Regions from separate parts of the Oryctolagus cuniculus genome. Here region 2 is linked to region 1. The links are chromatin contacts, called in public Micro-C maps. All regions are on one chromosome and are shown on one strand. Each heading gives the region's core, a stretch centred on a gene start, on an enhancer-like site or on the middle of the called end of the contact. The rest is flanking DNA. Distances are from core to core; before and after follow the strand shown. Region 1 holds the start of MPHOSPH8 (M-phase phosphoprotein 8). Region 2 holds the start of PSPC1 (paraspeckle component 1).

What was found. Hi-C and Micro-C count contacts between places; a contact is called where the count stands out from the background.
Region 2: a Micro-C map of ear pinna shows a contact between it and region 1, with 6 times the contacts expected there. The contact joins the promoter of PSPC1 here to the promoter of MPHOSPH8 in region 1. A contact is called at or near these places in 2 of 6 Hi-C or Micro-C datasets (ear pinna and an unstated tissue).

The regions. Positions count from the first base shown.
Region 1 is chr9:90,609,711-90,614,219 of mOryCun1.1, forward strand. It overlaps MPHOSPH8 (M-phase phosphoprotein 8), which reads left to right and starts at 2,719. Exons shown (of 13, transcript XR_011378893.1): 1 at 2,719-3,113.
Region 2 is chr9:90,757,758-90,762,266 of mOryCun1.1, forward strand. PSPC1 (paraspeckle component 1) reads right to left here and starts at 2,215. Exons shown (of 9, transcript XM_008259953.4): 1 at 1,660-2,215. The coding sequence starts at 2,031.

The sequences.
Region 1 (4,509 bases), core at 1,469-3,968:
CGGGGCGCCGGATTCTGTCCCGGTTGCCCCTCTTCCAGGCCAGCTCTCTGCTGTGGCCAGGGAGTGCAGTGGAGGATGGCCCAAGTGCTTGGGCCCTGCACCCCATGGGAGACCAGGAGAAGCACCTGGCTCCTGCCATTGGATCAGCGCGGTGCGCCGGCCGCAGTGCGCTGGCCGCGGTGGCCATTGGAGGGTGAACCAACGGCAAAGGAAGACCTTTCTCTCTGTCTCTCTCTCTCACTGTCCACTCTGCCTGTCAAAAAATAAAAAAAAAATAAATAAATAAAAATAAATTATTACTTTTAAGTTTGAGAAAGAGACAGAGAAAGAGAGAGAGAAAGGACACCCCCCCACACACACTGTTTCCCAGCTGATAACAGCTGGGGCTGGGCCAGGGGCCAAGGCCAAGAGCCAGAAACTCAATCAATTTCTCCCACAAGTGGCAGGAACACAATTAAGTTAGCCATCTCCATGGCTTCCCAGTGTCTACAACAGTGGGACACGAGAGAGGCCGGAGCTGGAGCCAAACATCAAGCCCAGGCACTTAAATGTAGGAGGCGGGCATCTTAACTGCTAGGTTCCACGTTTCTATTTTATATATTTTTGAATGGACAAAATTTTACCATAATTTACCATAATTTTTTTAATTTCAGAAAGCATATCTCATAAAAGCAGAGAATAGTGTAATGAACCATTAATATTTAAAATACAAATACTTAAACTATGTTGTCCTGTTTTTTAAGTTCTTACAAATTTAGAACCATCTTTCTTCCTTTGACTTGAGACAGACTCAATTGTCCAACAGAGTTTACCACTTCCTGGATTTGTCTGATTGTTTCCCTTTCCTCTGATCCTTTTGTTCTTGTAAAATGGAAATTAGATCTGAAGGCCATAGATTAGGGATCCTCAATGGGAGGCATAGTCTGCTTGTTCTACTCTTAGTAATGCTAAAATTGATCGGTGGGTTTTGAATGTGAAGACAGCACTCCCCTATAATCATTAAATAATCTGTGGAGACACTTTGGCACACTGAACATCCCAGTTCCTATCTTTGCCTAATCATTTTCTTTCTTCCTTCCTTCCTTCCTTCCTTCCTTCCTTCCTTCCTTCCTTCCTTCCTTCCTTCCTTCCTTCCTTTCTTTCTTTCTTTCTTTCTTTCTTTCTTTCTTTCTTTTTTTTTGACAGGCAGAGTGGGCAGTGAGAGAGAGACAGAGAGAAAGGTCTTCCTTTGCCGTTGGTTCACCCTCCAATGGCCGCCGTGGCCGGCGTGCTGATCCGATGGCAGGAGCCAGGAGCCAGGTGCTTCTCCTGGTCTCCCATGGGGTGCAGGGCCCAAGCACTTGGGCCATCCTCCACTGCACTCCCTGGCCACAGCAGAGAGCTGGCCTGGAAGAGGGGCAACCGGGACAGAATCCGGCACCCCGACCGGGACTAGAACCCGGTGTGCCGGCGCCGCAGGTGGAGGATTAGCCTAGTGAACTGCAGCGCCGGCCATCATTTTCTTTTAAAGATTTTTTTGTGGGGTTGGTGTTGTGAAAAGTTCATGGCCATAAAGATTTTAGTTGCTTATTTGAAATTCGAAATGAGAAAAATATTTTGTCCTTAAATAGATCTTCCTAGCAGTATTTCGCTACGTGTGGGCAACTATCTCTGTCAGTTACTAATAATCTGGACAAAACCTTTCATCACGCCTTTCTCTGATTTTTAAAATGTTTTCTTTTATTCATAGGAAAGGTAGGACCAGAGGGGTGGGAGGAGGCAGGGAGACAGAAAAAAAAAGGTAAGTCTATTTCTTTAAAAAAGAAAAAAAGATTTATTTATTTGAAAGGCAGAGTCAGAGGGAAAGAGAAATCTTTCATTTGCTGGTTTACTATCTAATGGCCCAAGGGCAACGGAAGCCAGGAGCTGGGAACTTCTTCCAGGTCTCCCAGGTCGGGGCAGGGCCAAAGGTCATCTTCCTCTGCTTTCCAAGGCCACAGCAGTCTGGGCTCCAACTGGCGCCCATATGGCATGCAGGGGCTACACAACCTACTAAGCAGGCATCAGAGGGTGTTCTGTGTGCTGGTTCATGCCCCAGCCAGGAAGCCCAGGAGCCGGGAACTCTATCCGGGCCTCCCACGTGGGTGACAGAGACCGCCACCCGTGGCCTCCCAGGCCTACAAGCACAGCACCTGGATTAAACCAACTCGCAGACGTCTCCGGGGGGAGCACCCCCTCCCTCTGATATTTTTAACTGATAAAAAAGGTACTAGAACTTGGGAAAGACATGTTTTATTAGGCCAATAAATTTCCTTATCTTTAAACAACCTCATTAAAATATAACTGCCAGAAGACATATACGATTGGATTATTCACACCAGTAAACCAAACAATATATGGATTCCTGGGCAGCCATTCCGCTCTGCTCCGGTGGCGCCAAGCACACAGGGTCCCTTTACAAGACAATCCTGAGGTCCAGCCCCATCTCAGTCCCTGGGCGCCGCCCCCTATCCCAGGGCCCCTTCCCACTTCCCCGAGCCTCTGCGACACCTCCTCAGGCTCGGTGCCCCCTCCTGCGGCCACCGTGCCGGCCCTGCCCAGCCACAAGGACCGGCAGCAGCCCCGTGTCCTCCCCGCGGGGACCCCTCCTGCACCTCCCCCAACACCGTCCTTCCGCCCAGGGCGCTCCGCCGCCCGCCTTCCCGCTTCCCGTAGGCTCCGCGCGGCTCCCCTGCCCCCGCATTTATGATTGGCTCCCGTACTTGTCAGTCCAGGATGGCCTAGCCGGCCATTGGCTGACTTCCTCATGGCCTCGTGACGCCGCCGAAGTGGCTTAAGGCCGGGCGTGGAGCGCGAGGCGGCTCCGCGGTGTATGTCGCAGCCGGTTTTTCAGGGCGGTTTTTGGCGCGCCTGCGATGGCGGCGGTGGAGCCGGTCGCAGAAGAGACAAGTGTGACCGCAGTACCTGTGTCCGATGCCTGCAGCAATGTTGAGTCTTACGAAGTCGAAGGAGTTGGAGCCGCGGATCCAGACAAGGACGGAGTCGCGAAAGGAGCGGAGGCCATTGGAGACAGCGAGGAGGACGGGGAGGATGTGTTCGAGGTGGAGAAGATCCTGGACATGAAGACCGAGGGAGTACGTGGAGGGGGACCCCGGCGTGAGGGGGCGGGCGGGGGCGCTCGTCCCGGCGAGAGGGCCAGCCCGGGGAGGGGTCCCGAGTGAGGGGCCGGGCGAGAGGGTGCGAGCCGGGGACGCTCGCGTTTCTAGACTCAAAACAGGAGCAGCGAAGGGACCGGCCCGAGCCGAATCGAAGTCGTGGGCGAGGCAGTGGGACATTTCGGAACGGACTCCCTGGGCCGTGATGGTGAAGGGGATGCTCCAGGAAGTTCTCTGGCAGAAGGGGTGAAGCCGTTTGGGCTGTGGGGTGGGCGTCCCAAGAGGGCAGACCACTAGTGAAGGACTTCTGTGGTCATCTGTGCACAGAGCTGGGCTGCTGCCCCGTGCTGGACAAGAGTCGTAGACGGTGCTGTGTTCACAGTCCATTGTTCGCCATCGGTCCAGTGTTGGCCAAAACCGTAATCGTTCCCTGGTTGAAAACCGTATGGAATTAGCGTTCACCCTGAAATAACATCTCAGTCCCGTCCACGAGGCTGGCGTTATAAAGGCCTTCAGAACCTGATCGGTATCATCCCTCTGTCCCTTATGCGTTTTGACTGTGGCTATACAATAAACTTAAATTCCCCCTCCCAGTTGTGCCTTGGTGTTCACTGCCCTCTTGGCCTGGGCTGCTCTCTTCCTTCTTTGGTGAAATCCTGCTCGGCTTTTCAAGTCTTTTGGGGGATAGATTCCTCTGCCCTCAAGCCCACGGAGTGAGGTGCTTTCTCTTCTCCGCCCTTACTGCCCTTTGGATAGACCTCTGTTAAGGCATCAGCCTTCTTTATGTTTGTTCTTCTGTTAGATTGTGGACTCCTTTAAACTAGGTGGTGTGGGCCCCCCCCCCCCACATAACGTCCCTCCAACCCGCAACCCTCCCCTTATCCACTCCCTCTCCCCTTCCATTCACATCAAGATTCATTTTCGATTCTCTTTATATACAGATCAGTTTAGCATACATTAAGTAAAGATAGGTTTTTTTTTTTTAAATTAATCTTTGCATCACTGGTACTTAGTCCAGTGCTTAGCTTATGCTAATTGCTTAGTATGAATCAGATTATTGAATGAGTGAGTGAATTCTGAACTGGAGAGTAGGGAGGAATGAGAAGAAGCATGGACTATATAGAAAAAGAATGTTTCAGGGGCCGGTGCTGTGGCGTAGTGGGTGAAACCACAGCCTGCAGAGCCCGCATCCCATGTGGGTGCTGGTCAGGTCCCTGCTGCGCCACTTCTGATCCAGCTCTCTGCTGTGGCCTGGGAAAGCAGTAGAAGATGGCCCAAGTCCTTGGGCCCTTGCACCAGCATGGGAAGACCCGGAAGAAGCTCCTGGCTCCTGGCTTCCTATCTGCACAGCTCTGGCCGTTGCAGTCAGTTGGGG
Region 2 (4,509 bases), core at 965-3,464, 150 kb after region 1:
CCTAGTCCACAGCAGAGAGCTGGATCGGAAGAGGAGCAGCGAAGACAAAAACCAGTGCCCATATGGGATGCGGGTGCCACAGGCGGAGGCTTAGCCACAGCGCCAGCCTCCCATTTCTTAATAACACAAAGATATTTTTTTAAATGCAAAGCAGGAAAAGCAATGAGCTGTGCTAACAGAGTAGCCCTATCTGCATGTGGCTATTTAAAGAAAGAATACATAATAGTTCAAATTCCACTCAGCCACAGTATCTACATTTACAAATACACAGCAGTTCCATCCTTGCAGCAAGTTCTACAGGACAGTGCTGATGCACTAATGGAGGAATTTACTACTAGCAGCCTTTAAGAGAAAAAGAAAGACTTCCCCATGAAAATGAATTGCTTATTGGTTTATTTTTAAGTATAAAGCTTTTGACAGAGCAAAGTGCAGCCTCTCCATTCTTCCTCCTACAGAATGTCAACTTCAGAATAGACGAAGATGGTGCCAGAGGCAAAGGATGATGAGAATGTTACGTAATACCCTTTTGAAAAGTTCACCTCACTTCCTTAAGATAATTTGTAAATTTATACAAAGAGTTCTACGGAGTGACAAGCTGTTTCTCTAATTTCCAAAATTTGTTTGCAATTTTGTCTTCAAAATACACTGATTATTTAACTTGAATTTTGAGGAAATTTGTCTCATTAATACCACTTAGATGTTCAAGTGTTGGTATTCAAAAAAAGACAGCATTATTTAACTACAATCAATTTTCTCTATTTATTAAAGTCTGCACTGTCCACACACAGAGAGAATTCGATTGTGGAAGTCAAAGTTATAATAAGAAAGTTTCCAAGCTGCAATGAGTATCAAACTTAAGGGTCTAACTAGAAATACAACAGAGAAAATTCAGTTGCTGGGGAAGACACTCTCCCTCTTAAAAAAAATCCTGTTTGGGGAAAAAGAAAATGTGGCATCGAATTGTGAACTACAACAACGCTGTAAAACTAACACTGATGAATTCACCACAAAGCACACAGAGAAAGCCTAGCAAAAGTCGTTATCTTGTGCCCTGAGTGTAAACCCTCGACGTTCAAATTTTTGTTTTAAGAGACACGATGTTTGCATAATGATTAAAAGGAGATAAGAGACAATATTCTCATTCTCGTACTAGGAAATCTAAGTAAATATTCTAACAGTAGGAAGCACAAGTATAAAATACCTATCACCCACCCAAAGGACGTCTGGCGGAAAAATATTGTATTAGATCCGTAACCACTGCAAACCGTCCCATCACCGCTCTCGGGAAAGGGCTGCGCTAAGGCAGAACGCGGTTTATTTACCGCTACACGCACGCAGGGCTAGAAGACGATCTGGGAAAATAAAAAGCCAATCTGCCCAGTGAAAACATCCGATCAGGCCGAAGCGTCCATCCCGCATTCCTGTCCCATTCATTTCCTTTCCAACACGATCTGCCTCGAGGAATTCGCACTCCGAACCGCCCCCTTTCGGGACCCGGGGACCCAGCGCGCGGCCGGCGGGGCCTGCAGGGTGCCGGGAGGGAGGCGTCGGCCGCCGGGGTCCTCCGATCCCGCAAGCGGGGCCGCAGGCCGCCGAGCCGCGGCGTCGGGGGTCGCCCCGAGGGCCCTTTTGTTCCCTCGCGCGGGCCGCCAGACTCACCAAGCGGATGAAGCCGAAGCCGCGGTCTCGGTTGATGAAGACCTCGCTGGGCTCGCCGTAGCGCTCAAAGAGCCGCTTGAAGTCCTCCTCGGTGATGTCGGTGGGCAGGTTGCCCACGAAGAGGCGGCAGCGCTGCGTGTACGTCTTCTCGCCCGGCTTAAGGAAACTCTTGATGTCGATGGTGAACCCCATCTCCTCCTCGGGGTGGTCTTCGGCGGGCGCAGGAGCGGGCGGCGCCTGCTCCCCGGCCAGCCCGAGCGCCATGGCCGCTGCGGCCGCTGGCTCGGTCTCCCCCGCGGCGGACTCCAGGGCGCGAAGGCGAGCAGGGTTCTTCTCAATGCGCACTTGCTTCAGGTTTCCCCTTAACATCATCTTAGTGAGTTCGCTTCAGAAACTGGATGCAGGCCTAGCTCTTAGGTGTCTACGTCTCTACATATATCTATGGAAACGCAGTCAGAAAGTCAAAAGACAACCAGGGAACTCAGCCCGTGGTCCTGCCTCCTCTGACTCACACCCGCGGCAGCCGCACATTCAAAATGGCGCTGCCACAAGCTGCAGTTGGAAGAAGAGACGCCGGGGCAAGTCCCGCCCCTCCGCAAAGGCTGGCGCCGGAGTGACGCCTGCGCGTGCGCAGTGTCGTGCGCCTCCAGGCTGCCCCCTAGGATGGTGGAAGGCACCCTGCCGTCTTGCTGAAGTGCCGGCCTGTTGTACTTCTGGGGCTAATTATGTGATGTGTGCCACGGTGTGTGAAAGTATAAACAACTCGGTATCATATTTACCCTTTTAAGTATCAAGTTCCGTTATCATTGATCACAGGAAAACTTACATATTTTAAACGTGGCCTTCATCAACAAAATATTTCCCACTAATATAAATATCTTTCCTGTTTCAACAGCAAAGTCTGCTTACGGTTCCTAAGCAATCAAATTCTATAGAATAATTGTGCTGTTGATCATTGGCTTGAGAAGATTCCATGAAATTGCTTATAAAATTAGTGTAAACAGGCCATGAACTGCTATGGCTGTAGACTTGTGACAAAGGTCAACAAACATTTTCTGTAAAGGGGCAGGTAGCAACCAATTGCAATTGAAGGCCATACAGTGTCCATCTCAACTATTTAACCCTGTACCATTCAGCTCCGGATACAGGTAAATCCTCAATGAGTGTGAAAAACAGATCCTGGGACTCTGCAAAAAAGTTCAACAGTTTCTCATGAAGTTAAATATTTGCATACTTCACAACAGCAATCCATTCCTAAATCTGAGTGAAATAACATATTCTCACAAAACTCCCATATGGGACAGACATCTAGGCTAGCAATCAAGATGGTGGTTAAGATGCCCACCTCTCTGCCCAGCGCCGGCTCAATAGGCTAATCCTCCACCTGCGGCGCCGGCACCCCACTCGGGATGCCAGATTCTGTCCCGGTTGCTCCTCTTCCAGTCCAGCTCTCTGCTGTGGCCCGGGAGTGCAGTGGAGGATGGCCCAAGTCCTTGGACCCTGCCCCTGCATGGGAGACCAGGAGGCTTCGGATCAGCGCGGTGCGCGGCCGCTGCTGCCACTGGGGAGTGAACCAACGGAAGGAAGACCTTTCTCTCTGTCTTTCTCTCTCTCACTGTCCACTCTGCCTGTCAAAAAAAAAAAGATGCCCACCTCTCTGTGGGCACTGTGGCTCAGCAGGTCATACTACCACCTGCACTGCCCTCTCATGTCTACCCATTCCCCTCCTGGCTGCTCTACTTCCAATGGAGCTTCCTGCTAGTGCACCTGGAAAGCAGCTGAGGATAACCCAAGCGTTTGGGCCCCTGCACCCACATGGAAGACTAGATGAAGCTCCTGATTTTAGCCTGGCCCAGTCCGGGCAGTTGGGCATTTGGGGATGGAAGACCGATTCTCTCTTTCTCCTCTTTCAAATAAATAATCTTTTAAAATAATAAAAGAAAGTAGAAAGAGGGCTGGCGCCGCGGCTCAATAGGCTAATCCTCCGCCTTGCGGCGCCAGCACACGGGTTCTAGTCCCGGTCGGGGCACCAGATTCTGTCCCGGTTGCCCCTCTTCCAGGCCAGCTCTGGGCTGTGGCCAGGGAAGGCAGTGGAGGAGGCCCAAGTGCTTGGGCCCTGCACCCCAAGGGAGACCAGGAGAAGCACCTGGCTCCTGCCTTCAGATCAGCGTGGTGCACTGGCCGCGGCAGCCATTGGAGGGTAAACCATCAATAAAGGAAGACCTTTCTCTCTGTCTCTCTCTCACTGTCCACTCTGCTGGGTTCCATACCATGCTTGAGTCCTGACTCCAGCTTCCCGCTAATGCAGATACTGAGGCAGCAGTTGTGGCAGCCTTGCTGATGTGGGCATTCACAGAGTGTACCAATGGATGAACGCTGTCTCCCAGCCTTTCAAATTGATTATTAACTTTTCAAATTTCTATACAAATGTTTATAGAGGCTTAATTTGCAATCAATAAGAATGAAACAACTGAAATCTCCAACTGATGAACATTAATGCAATAGAATACTACACAGCAATGAAAAGGGATAAACTACTGAAAGAAGGAACATAACTTAAGTGTCCAATATGTAACATTAAAGAAAAAAAGCAAAACTGTAGCTAAAGAACATAGATCAGTGGTTGTCAGAAACTAGGGAGTTGGGGGATGACTATATAAAGACACTGGTGATAATTTTGGAATGATAAAACTATATATTGACTGTGGTAGTGACTATGCAATTGTATGCATTTGTCAAAACTTGGTAGAAACTGCACTGAAAGAGTAAATGTTACTGCATTTAAATTATACATTGAGGGGGACGGTGCTGTGGCCTAGTAGGCTAAGCCTTCACCTGTGGCGCCCGCAT